Linked DNA regions of Mus musculus: all the other regions are linked to region 4. A link is a contact called in public HiChIP or PLAC-seq data. All regions are on one chromosome and are shown on one strand. The core of a region is the stretch at or near the end of the contact, and the rest is flanking DNA. Distances in the headings are between cores, read along the strand shown. Region 1 overlaps Ube2r2 (ubiquitin-conjugating enzyme E2R 2). Region 2 has its middle 22 kb from the start of Gm34213. Region 3 overlaps Gm34213 (a long non-coding RNA gene). Region 4 holds the start of Nfx1 (nuclear transcription factor, X-box binding 1). Region 5 overlaps B4galt1 (UDP-Gal:betaGlcNAc beta 1,4- galactosyltransferase, polypeptide 1).

Evidence for each region. HiChIP or PLAC-seq counts read pairs in DNA pulled down with a chosen protein or histone mark.
Region 1: an H3K27ac HiChIP or PLAC-seq map of microglia shows a contact between it and region 4, with 3 times the contacts expected there. The contact joins the enhancer-like site here to the promoter of Nfx1 in region 4. A contact is called at or near these places in 11 of 39 promoter capture datasets (the C10 cell line, the HPC-7 cell line, cranial neural crest and 8 more), 4 of 484 Hi-C or Micro-C datasets (bone marrow-derived macrophages, embryonic stem cells, pre-megakaryocyte-erythroid progenitors and 1 more), 5 of 115 datasets of contacts at active chromatin or transcription factors (bone marrow-derived macrophages, embryonic stem cells and microglia) and 3 of 9 other capture datasets (adipose tissue, embryonic stem cells and liver).
Region 2: a contact with region 4 is called in an H3K27ac HiChIP or PLAC-seq map of embryonic stem cells, with 18 read pairs. The contact joins the enhancer-like site here to the promoter of Nfx1 in region 4. A contact is called at or near these places in 2 of 484 Hi-C or Micro-C datasets (the G1E-ER4 cell line and stem cell-derived cardiac mesoderm), 17 of 115 datasets of contacts at active chromatin or transcription factors (craniofacial prominence, differentiating embryonic stem cells, effector CD8 T cells and 10 more) and 2 of 9 other capture datasets (adipose tissue and liver).
Region 3: a contact with region 4 is called in a FOXA1 HiChIP or PLAC-seq map of pancreatic cancer cells. The contact joins the enhancer-like site here to the promoter of Nfx1 in region 4. A contact is called at or near these places in 14 of 39 promoter capture datasets (the C10 cell line, cranial neural crest, embryonic stem cells and 9 more), 6 of 15 datasets of contacts at CTCF or cohesin (the NIH/3T3 cell line, embryonic stem cells, large pre-B cells and 2 more), 87 of 484 Hi-C or Micro-C datasets (the AtT-20 cell line, B cells, the C10 cell line and 50 more), 54 of 115 datasets of contacts at active chromatin or transcription factors (the 230-238 cell line, DN3 thymocytes, the HPC-7 cell line and 36 more) and 4 of 9 other capture datasets (adipose tissue, embryonic stem cells, liver and 1 more).
Region 5: a contact with region 4 is called in an HNF4G HiChIP or PLAC-seq map of pancreatic cancer cells. The contact joins the enhancer-like site here to the promoter of Nfx1 in region 4. A contact is called at or near these places in 7 of 115 datasets of contacts at active chromatin or transcription factors (effector CD8 T cells, embryonic stem cells, extraembryonic endoderm stem cells and 3 more) and 2 of 9 other capture datasets (adipose tissue and liver).

The regions. Positions count from the first base shown.
Region 1 is chr4:41,191,323-41,194,022 of GRCm38.p6, forward strand. It overlaps Ube2r2 (ubiquitin-conjugating enzyme E2R 2), which reads left to right. Exons shown (of 5, transcript NM_026275.4): 5 at 1-2,048. Among named protein-coding and RNA genes, the nearest start is that of Gm22888, 10 kb to the right of the region's middle. Within about 2 kb of position 1,424, at least 39 of the 459 cell types and tissues checked have an H3K27ac peak or open chromatin away from gene starts, as enhancers often do. A contact at or near this core is called in the HPC-7 cell line and microglia, where this site is marked.
Region 2 is chr4:40,793,201-40,795,900 of GRCm38.p6, forward strand. No RefSeq gene overlaps it. Among named protein-coding and RNA genes, the nearest start is that of Gm34213, 22 kb to the left of the region's middle. Within about 2 kb of position 1,346, at least 27 of the 459 cell types and tissues checked have an H3K27ac peak or open chromatin away from gene starts, as enhancers often do. A contact at or near this core is called in embryonic stem cells and trophoblast stem cells, where this site is marked.
Region 3 is chr4:40,775,689-40,778,388 of GRCm38.p6, forward strand. Gm34213 (a long non-coding RNA gene) reads left to right here. Exons shown (of 3, transcript XR_390479.3): 3 at 840-1,088. It also overlaps the pseudogene Psenen-ps. Among named protein-coding and RNA genes, the nearest start is that of Gm34213, 4.1 kb to the left of the region's middle. Within about 2 kb of position 1,398, at least 65 of the 459 cell types and tissues checked have an H3K27ac peak or open chromatin away from gene starts, as enhancers often do. A contact at or near this core is called in CD8 T cells, the G1E-ER4 cell line, the HL-1 cell line and 9 more, where this site is marked.
Region 4 is chr4:40,969,532-40,972,231 of GRCm38.p6, forward strand. Nfx1 (nuclear transcription factor, X-box binding 1) reads left to right here and starts at 1,412. Exons shown (of 24, transcript NM_023739.3): 1 at 1,412-1,528. The coding sequence starts at 1,504. It overlaps Gm52692 (a long non-coding RNA gene), which reads right to left and starts at 628. Exons shown (of 2, transcript XR_003955193.1): 1 at 71-628.
Region 5 is chr4:40,816,834-40,819,533 of GRCm38.p6, forward strand. All of the region lies in intron 2 of B4galt1 (UDP-Gal:betaGlcNAc beta 1,4- galactosyltransferase, polypeptide 1), which reads right to left. Among named protein-coding and RNA genes, the nearest start is that of Mir5123, 32 kb to the right of the region's middle. Within about 2 kb of position 1,293, at least 25 of the 459 cell types and tissues checked have an H3K27ac peak or open chromatin away from gene starts, as enhancers often do. A contact at or near this core is called in pancreatic cancer cells, where this site is marked.

The DNA of each region.
Region 1 (2,700 bases), core at 174-2,673, 220 kb after region 4:
AAACAAACTTAAAAAAAAAAAAAAGCCAATTTGCCAAGGGTTAGCTGCTCCTTTCCATTAGCGTGTGTGCATCTGTTCAGCCCCGTGGTGGTGAGTTTTGTTTCTTTCCCTTCCTAAGGCTGGGCTGCGGTGGGCATCAGGGACTTACTCTCGCTAAGTCTGATGAAATGTGCTGCCTCAGTGACACCATCCCAACATGGAGGCTGCAGCTACTCTGAGGAGCTATCAGATTTTGTTTTTTGGAATTGATTGGGATCTGAAAGCCTGAAATAAATATTCATACTTTACATAGAACCGAGCACTTGGTTGCTATTTATTTTAAAGGTGGGATAACTTTTTCCACCAGAAAGTGGGGGAGGGGAGGTGGTTAGTGTGTGTGCGTTCCTGGTTCTGAAACCACAGAAGGCCTATCCCAGTGTTGGCTGATGCCTCGGGGGAAGGAAGAGTGAGGGCTGCGGCGGGAGGATGCAGCCCAGGTACTCATAAGAGGGTTGATTTAAGTAGCCACTTTAATTACTCAGTGTTAGTCCTACATGCATGGGTTAAGATTGTGCTGTCTTTGAGCTGCGTATCTTGATAGTGACAACTGTGGATGTGTGCAGCTTGGGACTGGTCCTTTTCCTCACTGGAGATGATCTGGACTTCTTGTACTTTGGCCAAGGAGTGCAAGCAGAAATGGTGTGCGGAGCTTCCCCTGGCCCCAGCTGACTCCAGGCAGCCTTGTTTCCTGGGTGTCAGTCACACGTGGCTCCCCCAAGCCTGAGCTCCGGTAGCTTCATCCTAGACTTGAAAGAGGGTTTTGTTTAGCAAACTGTCTAAGTAAAGCCAGACTTCAAGGATAGGGCTTAAGATTCGTGTGTGCCAGGGTCACAGCTCGGAACCAAAGGGCAGAGGGAAACTGGGAAGGACTGACCCTCTGGTTAAGTAGACAGACCATGCTTCCTCCTCTCATGGTTCCCTTTCCTTTCTGATCTCAGGGTTTTCATTCTCTCTTCACACTCCTGAACGAATGCTATTTCCCTGGCTTCAAAAGTTCGGTCTGTTATCAAATGAGAATGTTTAGTGGTGAACAGTGAAATTTAGTGAGTTTACAGTCAGGGCTGTACCTGAGTCTCCTGACTCAGGAACACAGTAAAGAGACATTTCGAGTTTGTTGCTCCCAGATAGCCTGCAGATAGATGTACAGCCAAATCCTCTCTGATCCTCCTTCCCCAGTGCCCACCTGCCTACCACTGAAAGTTCAATAGCCAGTTGTTTGGCCTTACTCTCTTGGCACCCTAAAACTAACCCTTTCCATACTAAAGCACCCCAGTCAAGGGCAGGTTAGGCACCTGGCCAGTGGGAGGCCCCGCTGGCCTGTGGTGCGTGTTAACTCGGAGGCAGAGAGGCAAGAGGAAGTGGGCCTCAGCCTGTGGTGGGGGTGGTCAGTTCCAAGGCTGTGTGGACTTAGGCAGCCCAGATGCTGCAGTCTAAACTGAGTTAACATGCACACACTTAGGTCCCTGAACACCTGTCCTGTGGGAAAAGCCTTGAGTGCATTAATTTTCCCTTTTGGGAATAGATAGTTTTGGGGTGCAAGTAGAAGTTTTGAGCAGTTGTGCTGTTTGCCTGGTGTGAGATGAACGTGACTCCTCTGGGTCTATCCAGGCCTCGCTGAGTGCGTGCTCTTTATCCTGATCCCACTGTTGCCCCTCCCTCTCCGTCGCCCGGCTTTCTCATTCTAGAACTCTCTTAACCACACTACGTTTGTAATCACTTCTCCCTCCTGGCCTGGCCACCATTTGCTGGGTCCCTCGTGTTTGATCCTGGCCACTGGAAGGGGAATTGCCCCCTCCCCAGCCCTCATCAACCAGGTTTACATTTACAACTTTAAAAGATTCAGATGCAATTTCAACTGAAACCAGCAGACATCCTGACCTTACTAGTTTTCTTAGTTTTCATTGTAGATGGTTTTTCAGTTTAACGAATGAGAAGTTTATCTGATGCTTTTTGTTGGCTTCCCCTTTAGTGGTTTGTCTCTTTCTGCCCACCTGTCTAATAAAACTGTGAAATAAAAAATACCTGTATTGCTATTTCCCCATGGATCGACCCTAGCCCCTTGCTAGTTAAAAAATACATCTCATTACCTTAATAATTCTCAGGTCTCCGCTAGAAAGTTAAAGGCACTCCTTGGGCTCCACTGACCTTTTCTTAGAAACTAACTACTCTCAGCCATACTTTCTTTTAAGATAGAAGGTTAAGGGCAAGGACATTTGTTTAATTTGCCTGACGGGTGTTGCCCACCCTGTGCCAACAGAGCTCACCTTGTGCTCATAGTCCAGCAAGAGCATGGCGAGCAGCAGCACCGTGACTCAGTCTGCACACTCAGGTGGCAGAAGAAGGCGCAAGGAGAAAACGGGGGCCCGTTTCAGTCAGATGCTTGCCTTAACTATGGGTCAAAACCTTTAAGTGTCTGATGGCTTGATCACTAACTATGCCGTGATCACCAATTCTCCCCCAAAACGTTGAGACCATTAAAGAACTGCTTTTTAAAAAAGTGTCCCACATATAGATATGTCCAGTCTCAAACTCAGTAAACCCCTGCCTACCTAAGGAGCCCACCTAAAACATCCTGAATGAGGCACGCACACTCTTCTTTCCTCTAGCCTGGTCTCACACAGTGGAGCTGGAGAGCCCCAACACTTCAGGGTACTGAATATT
Region 2 (2,700 bases), core at 96-2,595, 180 kb before region 4:
TACCTGGTCCCTAAGAAAGTTGGAAGAGAAACCTAGTACTGGAGCTACAGAGGCTGTGAACAAGTCTGTGGGTCCTGGGAACTAAACTCAGGCCCTTTGCAAGAGTAACAAGTGTGTTGTGTTTTGTTTTGTTTCCAGACAGGGTTTCTCTGTGTAGCCCCTGGCTGTCCTGGATCTTGCTCTGTAGACCAGGCTGGCCTCAAACTCAGAGATCTGTCTGCTGCTGCCTCCCAAGTGCTGGGAGCACTGCCAGCCATCTCTGCAGCCCCTCTCTGATTAGCCCTTTATCCAAGGCTGGCCTTTCGGTCCCGTGATGAGGGCTGTACGTGCAGAAAGTGTAGTGAAGGGCTGGTCAGATTGCTGTTTTACTTTTGCTTATTTATATTCATTTATTCTATGTGTATATGTGTTTTGCTTGTGTGTGTGTGTATGTGCACCACATACATGCCTGGTGCTCGAAAAAGGTCAGAAGTGTTAGGGTTCAGGAATCGCCACACAAACCATATGAACACTGATCTCAGTTAAGCAAGAATAGTTTAGTGAGCACACACTCCAGTGCTGGTCAGAGCAGGGACATAGCTCAGAATCATCTGAACTATGACCAGGAACATCTTTTTCTGTCAGCTTATAAACGGGGGGGGGGGAGGGGGGGGCGGGGACGGGGACGGGGGAACGGACCACAGTGAGTTCATATGCAGTTGTAGGAAGTGCTGCCCGGTGGTCAGCTCTGATTCAAGATATTTTAGACATAACAGTTCATATTGACCTTCGATTTGATGGGTCCTACATGAAGCTTTGTGGAATTTCTTAAGATCAGCAAGTCTCATACAGAACATACAGAATAAAACAGGGTATGTGGTCAGCATGTCCTTGAGCCAAGTCACTTCTCTGTCAATGACTGGCGGGCACGTTACAACAACAATATGAAATAGCTGGCAGGCATGGAACAAAATGGCTACAGCTATGCTGAGGATTAGGATATGTCAGACCATAACAAGGGGGCATTAGAGCCCCTGGCATTGGAGGTACAGATGGTTATAAATGACCATGTGGGTGCTAGGAATCAAACCCAGGCCCTCCATAAGAGCAACAGATTGCTCAACTGCTGAGCCTCCTCTCCAACCCCTTGCATGTTTGAGATAGGTTAGAAAACCTACTTGTGCTATGAGCTCTGTTTGGGAGTCAGCAGGAGCTAGGCCACAAGACACCCTCAGGACAGGTTTGCTGTCTCCTTTTGTAAGCTGAACTTTGCATGTCTGAAGCTTCCTTCTGTGAGGTGAGACAGACTATAAAACAGGAAAACCAGCTTTCCAGAGAAATTTGCATAAAGGCCTGGTTTCAGAAGGACTCTGTGCCATGCCCTTGGGAGTCCCTCAGAGCTGCTGTGGGCTGTCTCTCCTTTCTCACCCTCTTCTCTGGCTTCCTGGATTGCCAAAATAGACCTTTGTTTCTGACCCTGAGGTTTTACAGGAGGATGGGACTCTTGTTTTAGGCCTCACAACCTTAGTCTGGTTACAGCACTTAGAGGAGTAAATTGGAGACCCCCCTGAGCTTTCTGAGAACCACAAGCTTGCAGTTAGATCTCTCACCACCTTGCTGCTGCCCAGATGAGGGTCTGAGATGACCCGGCCTTGGTCACTCTGGTCCAGGCTTCCTCTGCTCCCTCTATGGTCCATACCCTCCAAAGTAAGACATTCAATCAGTGGGCTAGTATATGTCATGTCTTCAGAGGTAGAGAGGAGTCAAATAGGGTTGACAGCCCTCGATCCCATGAAGAGCCCTAGAGCTCTTGGAAACTGTGGGTAGTGTATCTGTGCTACAGAGTAGGAACAAAACAGGGACAGCACCCAGACACATAAAGCAAGCAGGGCTGAACCCCAGCAAGCAAACTGTCAACAGCCAAGCCATGGACTATGAAGGACACAATCTCAGCACTCTTAGATACTAGTAGTAAGTTATTTCTCCACCGGTGCAATGAGCCAATTCAAGGCAGATCAGATTATACTAATCCTAGGTTATTGGGAAGCTGTTCTTGGGTGAATTCACTAACCCCAAGGAAGGAGGCCAGGGAAGTCACCATGGGAAGAGATAGAGAGAAGAGGGGAAAGAGAAAGAAAGAAAGAAAGAAAGAAAGAGAGAGAGAGAGAGAGAGAGAGAGAGAGAAAGAGAAAGAGAGAAAGAAAGAAAGAGAGAGAGAGAGAGAGAGAGAGAGAGAGAGAAAGAAAGAAAGAAAGAAGAAAGAAAGAAAGAAAGAAAGAAAGAAAGAAAGAAAGAAAGAAAGAAAGAAAGAAAGAAAGAAAGAAAACATGCTCGGTGAGAGACGGAGAGAGAGGAGACCAAAATGTCTGGATTATATAGAGAAGAGCCTCTGGGAGAAGGGTATCCCAGCCCCTGTGCTGGAAAGTTCAGGGTTAGGGGCAGGGTAGGGACTGAGGGATGCTGGGAGAACCTGGAGGCCAGGTCTGACTTGGTAAGATAACCACCTCAGTTTCGTGTTCCAGAATCTAAAACCAAATAACTAGAAGAGACTCCGGACTGGTGTCTGGGTCAGCTGGCCCAACAGACATATTGGTCATAAGGGAGGTTTCTCTTGCTCTCAACATACAGCCCTTCTCTCATTCATTCCATAGTCTCATTGTGGCTGGGTAAGTATCTAGAGTGAGCCACATGGATCCTGAGTCAGTCAGACCTGATGGAGCT
Region 3 (2,700 bases), core at 148-2,647, 190 kb before region 4:
TTTGCGGGAGATGCCGCAGTTTTCAGTGGAGTTTGTTGTCGATTTTGTTTTTCTTCTCCTGCCCAGCCCCCCCACCCCCTCCGCTCCCCAGTGCCTATTCTTGGAGTTTGGTCCCTTCTATCTCTTTCTGCTAGTCCTATTTGTACCCTCTGATTACCTTCCTCCCATCGTCTGCCTTCCAGGAGGCTCTTGCTTCCGAAGGAACCTAACCAGTCACTATGCACCACTGCTTGCCTGTGAGCTGCAGCACTGAGAGCGGCTGAACTGGGAATTCCAGGGTGTGCTGTTAGGAGCTCTCATCATTCCTGAGAGTCAGGTGGTGGGGGTGCAGGCCTTTAATCCCAGTGCTCAGGAGTCAGAGGCAGGCAGGTCTCTGGGAGTTTGAGGCCAACCTGGTCTTGTGCTGTGAGTTCTAGGATAGCCAGGGCAACTGTCTGAAAAATTAAAAATGAAATAAGTTTTCTGAGGATCAAATGAATTATTATTACATGTAAAACATGTTAACCATATCTGGCACATCTAGCACTGAAAAAGAATGTGCCATAGTTATCATTTAAAGCTGTGGAGATAGCTCAGCACTTACAAGCACCCGTGGCTCTTCCAGAGGACCCAGGTGTGATTGCCAGCTCCCACATAGCAACTCGCAACCATCTGTAACCATCAGGCCTCAGGAGATCTGATGCCTCCGACCTCCTGGGCACCTACATTCATATCCACATGTCTAAGGGTTTTTGGTGCTATGAAGAGACACCATGACCATGGCAAACCTTATAAAGGAAAATATTTAATTGGGGCTGGCTTACAGGTTCGGAAGTTTAGTGTATTATTTGTCATAGCAGGAAGCATGCCAGCATGTGGACAGACATGGTGCTGGAGAGGTAGCTGAGAGTTCTACATCTGGATTAGCAGGCAGCAGCAAGAGACTGTGAGTCATGAGCCCAGCTTGAGCTTCTGAACCCTCAAAGCCCATCCCCCCGGGCACACTTCCTCCAACAAGACCACGCCTCCTAATCTTTTCAAATAAAGTCACACTCCCTATGAACATGTGAGAGCCATTTTCATTCAATTAACACACACCTGTACGTGGTTTTAAGACATAATTGTTTTCAATTTTTAAGATGCTGTCAAAGTCTTCCTGCAGTTTCTATTTCTTCTTCTTTTTTTTTGTTCGTTTGTTTGTTTTACGAGACAGGGTTTCTCTGTGTAGCCCTGACTGTCCTGGAACTCACTCTGTAGACCAGGCTGGCCTCGAACTCAGAAATCCACCTGCCTCTGCCTCCCAAGTGCTGGGATTAAAGGCATGTGCCACCACTGCCCGGCCTCAGTTTCTATTTCTTAACACAAAGAGGAAATGAGCACTGTAGGTTCAAACGAGGTCTAAACTGGTCAGTCTGGAGTAAGGGAACACTGTCCTTGTTAACAATCCCAGCTCTCACCAATGAGCTTGCACGCTGTTCCTGTGTCTGCAGGTGGTGGCTGGTTGGTCATCCCATGACCTTCTCCCTTGTCTTAGCCCCCCCTCCCCCAAAACACAATGTGTGGCCCACTGGCCCACTCAGCCTCTGTGATACTAAAGCCACATGAAAAGGTTCTTGCCACAGGCTGGGACTGGAATGTGAGGGTTGTTACCCCACCACTGACTTGCTGGCATTTGTGGCTTCCTGAGGCTTCCCTCTGCTATCCTTTGATCTGGGATCTGAACAAACAAAACCAGGGCACCCGAGCACAGCAGCTTCCTGTACTTTCTCTACAGGGATTTCCCAGAGCTGTCTTTTAAATGGCATCTTTGGCCCTCCTTTCCCAAATTATTTTCTTACAATCTCAAGGAGCTCTGGGGCACAAAATTAGTTCTCAGTCTACACATTTCAGATTTCTCCTTTTCCTTTGGCTAGATGAGGGGAGATTCTGCCCTCATTCCCACTATCCTGCCCAAAGTCTCCGTTTCTCCAATTGCCATGGTAGGTTTGGGGAAGTCCTCTGGCAAGCTCATTGTCAGCAGCAGTGGGGAGACACATAGTCCACGCCTATTGAGTTCTTCTGCAGCCTCAACTCAAATGAAACTGGGTTGGTTTTTTATGTGTTTTGTAAAGACTAGGATGTGTTTTGTAGAGTCAGGGATATGTTTTGTAGAGCGAGGAATGGTGCGGTGGGAGAGGATACCTCAGCAGGCCCATGGGTCTAGTATAGAATAGAGATTATTTGGGGACATGGGAAGGGGAGTTGAGAAGGGAGTAGAGGCAGAGAGAGGGAGGAGACAGAGAAGGAGAGGAGACAAAGGAGAGGGAGAAGGGGAGAGGGAGGGAGGGGGAAGAGAGAAGGTGTGGGAGGTAAGAGAGAAAAGAGAGTCAGAGAATCAGAGGGAGTGAAGGGAAGCCAAACTGTCCCTTTTATAGTGAGTCAGGCCTACCTGGCTGTTGCTAGGTAACTGTTGGGCAGAGCGTAGAAGGAATGCCAACAGTTTTGGTTGAGTTTTATTTTGTTGGATTGTTTTTGTTTGTTGGGTGGTTTGGTTTTTTACCGTAGAGATTTTCAGAATGAGTCAGTATGAAGCAAAGTTGGATTTATTAAAAAGAGATAAAAAATTAGGACAGTATGGACTTAAATCTGAAGTACAGGCAGAAAAAGAGATGGGGAGGGGGCTTGAGTCTCTCAAGCATAGCTAATACATGTGTCTTGTGGCTTTTTCCTTTATTGGAAACA
Region 4 (2,700 bases), core at 162-2,661:
CCTCTTGTCTCTCTCATCATCATCATCTCACTACTGCAGGTAGTACAAATACAACGGTTTCGTGTCTCACCTTTCTGAGGCCGATTTTCAAATATAATTCCTGAAGGATTCCTAAATGTGCTCGGTTAGGGGCAGGCTAAGCCACCCAGTCGAAGGCTTCTTAGTCTGTAGATATTAGAAAGAAGTGCAGAAGCCCTGTAACCAAAATGGTCACATCGTGGAGAATGTTTGAGACAGTGTTGTACTGTTGCTCTGGCTAGCCTGGAACTCACTATGTAGATCAGACTAGCCTCAGACTCACAGAGAACTACTGTCTCTGCTGCCAGAGTGCTGGAATTAAAGTCTAAGTCACCACACCTCACCTTGGAAGATTATATTTTACTATAAAAGAGGCTGAGACAGAGAAGATCCTACTGCAAGGCCCGTGCCAAGGTACAACCTTGAGAAATTACGTCATGCAAACAAGACCTGAAGTAAAAGTGGTTTATTGGGAGAAGAGGAGTGAGGGCCTAGGAAAGGAATAGAGGCAGACAAGTAGGCATGGAGCCAGTCAGACAGACAGGAGCAAAGCCATGGGGCAGAGAGAAGGGGACCGGACGCTGACAATAGACAGCTGCTGGGTGGCGGGGGGGGGGAGGGGGGGGACGCTTGGGGGCGTCTCTTTAGACGCAGCACACACCTATCACACACGGTGGAGGCAGGTCTAAGTGGTTGCTAGGGTCCTGGGGGCAGGCCAGCAGAATGCCTGAATACCAACAGGGGCTACATCAGGACACCCTTTCCCCACTCTCCCCCCCCCTCCAAAAAAAAAAAAAACACAGTAACTTCAAACTGTCTACCTCAGTTGGTGTTCATTTGTATTTGTTACTTGCCTACCGGTTTGTGGCTCATTTGCTATTAGTCCTTTAGATACTGTGTTTCGTTTTACACAGACAGGGATAGGTAGCCCAGGACCTGGAACTCACTACATCCCACTCCCATCCCACCCCCGATCCAGCCTCCCAGGTCCTGAAGTCGTGGGCTACCTAACCCTTGGCAGGTAACCTTTTATTGTTTTGCAGTCTTTTCCTCCACAATGCCCTTTGATTACTACAGCGCCCCCCCCCCCCTCGTCGCCTGCGTGAGCCGCTCCAGGCCGCCTCTTAGCTGAAGGTCATTTGAAGCCGGGCGGATGGCAGGACTTGACAAAAAGGCGTAGCAGCTGGAGAACCCAGCAGCTCTCGAAAAGCAATTACGCAAGTTGGGGGCAGTAGATCCTGCGGTCCGGGTGGGTCTCCTCCAGCCACTCGTGTCCCCCCCGCAAACCCCGCTTGCACCCGGGCCGGCGCATTTGTCTGACGTCCCAAATGCGCCATTTCACTGTGTGCTCAGGTAGCACCACCCCCTTGGCTGTCCCCGGGCGCGTAGGAGCGACTAGTCTCTCGGCGCCGGAAATCCGGGACACGTGACCAGGTGACAGCCTTCGCTCGGTGGCGGGGCTCGCTTGAGGTGCTGCGGCACGGGATGGCGGAGGCGCCTCCGGTCTCAGGTACTGTCCCGTTTCCCGCGCGGGACCCCTAGGGTCTAGCAGTCTAGTCCGAAGGGTGCGGGCCATTGCGGTGGCAAGTGGGGTGCGTGCTGCGCGGGGACAGTGGCTCGCGAGGGCCAAGCCACGCGCGCTGCACGTACGGAACCCTCCTCCATCTTCCACGGGATGGGGAGGCTCGGCCCCTGGGTTTCCGAGGAGAGCGGGCGGGTCCCGGCGCCAAGGGAGCGGACGTGGGCCTCTGGCGCCCCCCGCGGGGCTCCTTCCGGCCTTCCCGAGGCCGCGCGGAGCAGAGTCCGGCGGGCGGGCGGGCGGGCGGACGGCCGGCCGGCCGGGCGTAGGCGACTCTCCGTAGCGGGCCCTGGAGGCCAGCGAGTTTGCGCGCTGTGCTAGGGGTGTGTTCTTTACCTCTCGGAGTGGCGGGTTCCGCGCGCGCGGGCCAGCCAGCCAGCGGGCCCAGTCCTGAGGGGGTGTGAAATCCCATATTGAGGTGCGTGACGTGATCCAGTCTCAGTTACCTCATCTGTCAGCCTGGAGTAGTAAGCTAATTCCCAGACCCTCCCTGTTCTCTCCCTGATTGTTGGCTCACTCTCCCTCCTGGAGCTACCCCTGTGGTAGAGACAGCCTCATTTGACTGTTCGTATAAGCTATTTCCATTTTCTTCAAGGTGTATTGGTCAATCCGGGCTTTCAAATTTTGTGGACAGCAAAAAAAAAAAAAAAAAAAAAAAAAAAAAAAAGGAACGTTTTGCATGGGGTATTAGTACACATTTACCTAAATGTAAATGTGAACCGAGAAGCTGGGGCGCTAGTTCAAGTGTTTAAGAACAGTAGCTCCTCAACAGAGCAGTCACGTTCGCTTGCACAACCACCTGGAAAGCTGTGCGATCTGACGCCCTCTTCTGGCCACGGAGGGCATCAGCAAACACGTGGCATATATCCCGTCCCTGTCCCCCCAAAGCACCCTTGCTAAAACAGGAACACAAGATTAAAAGAAAAGTTTTTTTGTTTTTAAAGTAAACCAAATGTTTCAGTGCTATCAGACATGGTAGCGCACATCTTTAATCCCAGCCCTCGGGAGGGCGAAACAGGAGGATCTTTCGAGTTGGAGTCCAGCCTGGTTTACATAGTTGCAGACCATCCAGGGTTACATAGTGAGATCCTGTCTGGGAAGAT
Region 5 (2,700 bases), core at 43-2,542, 150 kb before region 4:
CTCCAGGGAAACCCTGAGTCTGAGAAGCTAAGAAGGACAAAAGTGGCTTCCTTTGATTGCAACCAAGGCCAGAGGACCAGCTAAAGAAAGTCATGTTTCACCCTGTCCAAGTCTCAACAGCCTCTGTCCAACCATTCTGCCTTCCAGGGACGCAGGCCTACACTGTCATCAGCAGACAGATCCTGAGACCCAGATGGCCTGAGGACACACCAGCAATAGGCAGCTCAACAACAAGGTTGCTCCCAGGATTCTCTATGAATCAGAATATCTGTGATGGGAGAGATTAGGTTGTCGTACCCTCATCAAAAAGCCACTCCTACTCACAGTACCTTCAAATCCAGGGGCAGGTCTGTAGCCAATTGCAGTTGCTGACCATGCCCCAAGTATCTTTCTGTGCCTCCGAAGATGCTAAGACCTCGGCTGAGTGAGTTGTGAGACAGCTAGGAGCGAGCGCTCAGAGCTGAGGTCAGGAGCTGGGATGATGCAGAATCCGTGGCAGGTTAATATCTACTCTTCTTTCAGTTCCTAGCAGCTGGGTTCTAGTTTTTATGCATAATAAGTTGGTGGCTTTGGGCTTAGACACAGTCCCCAACAGAACTTGAATCTGGGACTTTTAAGTTTTTCGCCACTAAGTAAAAGACACAGGCTCTTCAGAACAAGGGCCCATACTCTTGGGAGGCAATTCTGTTAGCTACAGTAGTCACAAGGGTGAGCACATTTACTTCTGAGAACACAGGCTGGGAGAGCAGCATGTAAGACACAAGCTAAAAACAGAGACTTCTCTTTCAAAAAGCAATTTGTCTACATACTGGTTAATTATAAAGATGTGCAACGTATTTCTTAACATAACAATCCTATGTGTGAAAATCTAGCCTGAGGAAACAATCTTGAATGCAGAAGAAGCCAACACAGCAAACCTGAGCCTTGAGGATGTTTGCTACTGTTTATTTAGGCTTCTAATAAAGAAAAGGATTAATTGTGGTAGAACTCAGTGACCAATTACTATGAAAGCATTGAAGTTATGGATATGGAGACTATGAAACAGCATGGGAAGATGCTAATGATATGACCTGAGGAGAAAGACAAGATATAAACATTTATATACATACACTATGAGTGTGAGCTCTACCGGGGTTTAATCTAAAGCCGGCGAAGTCTCTCGGGTTCTGCATCATCATGAGCTGGCTTCCACTGATCTCGATGTTTTCCCAGCAAGGCCACAGCAGCCCTGTGCTTGCCTGGGAGGCACCACAGCTGGAAGACAGTCACAGGGGCTTATTCACAGCTTCCCCCTGCCAGAGAGGCCTGGCACTGTGTCAGATGTGAGGACATTACCAGAGTGGCAGTGGCAGCAGCGGTGGCGGCGAAGGTGACGGCAGTAGTTAGGATAGCAGCGGTAGGTAAGTCGACTTTTCTTTCTTTAGAGGAGGCAGAGAGGACAGAAGAGAAGGTAGGTGAAAAGTAAGAAGCCACTCATGAATAGGAAGGCGCTCCTCCTTCAGTTTGCTTTGCTACAAACAGGACTGACAAGTAGAGGCAAAAGTCCCCACTAGAAGGGAAAAGAAGGCACACGCAGAAGATATGGGCAAAGGGACCGGCAAGCCTCAGGCTGCGGCAGGACTCACTGGACCACTCTTCCAATAAAGCCAAGTCCAAATACACTGTCACTCCCTTTTTTGTGTAAATGTCTGGAGGTTATTCATTAGCGCTTGAGTACCAGTAAGTGCTACGACACTCCCCAGGAGAAACCACAGATGTGGTCAGACAGGGAGACAGCAGGGCAGAGGGTGGCACTCAGACTGGACTGGCAGACACTTCCACCACTCCCACTCCACCCCCGTATCAGTCATGCCCCAAGGCAAGGGAAGGTCAACCGCTGAGCCCTCTCCCTCCTAAAGTTCCATCCCCCTACACATCCATTGACAGCTGGAAGAGGAAATAGAAGACAGGTGACATAAAGATAATCAAGACAGAAGTCAAGTCCTAAGGGCCAAGAAGCAGCCACCTTCACGGCTCTGCTTTGCCATAACTGATCCTGACCTCCTGGAGGAACTGCTATCTTAGAGCCTAAAATGGTCCTCGGAGGAGGGGCTGGAGACGGCTCAGTGGTGGGGAACACATGTTGCATTTGTAGAGCATCTCTCTGAGTTTGGTTCCCAGTACTCACATTAGGAGGCCAACAATTGCCCATCATAACTCAAGCTCCAGTGGATGCCCTCTTCTAGCCTCTACTGGCACCTACATTCATGTATACACAAGTGTACACACACACACACACACACACACACACACACACACACACACACGTTTTTCAAAAAGTATCTTCAAAACAAAAACAGAACAAAGTCACAGCCAAACAAAGCACCATCTGACCTCCTAGCACAGGCTGGCACTCTCTCTTTCCCAAAGCCTGTCCAGCCAGGTCTGCCTGGAGGTATCACGAGTCACAAAGGCTCCTGGGGGCTTGGCAGCTATTACTAACAAGCTGCTGCCTCTCTCACATGAGCTAACAAGCCTCATGGTACACCAAGTACACATCATGGCGATCAGGACATTCTATCATCACCTAATCCCAGTCCGCCAGTGACCATGATCTGATTGCCTACGCAGCCTACAAAGCAGCCCTCACTAGAGGTCTATGCAAGTCAAAATACAAAGGAACACGAGAGACTGTGCTTTGGGTTTGGGGCTTGCTAGCCC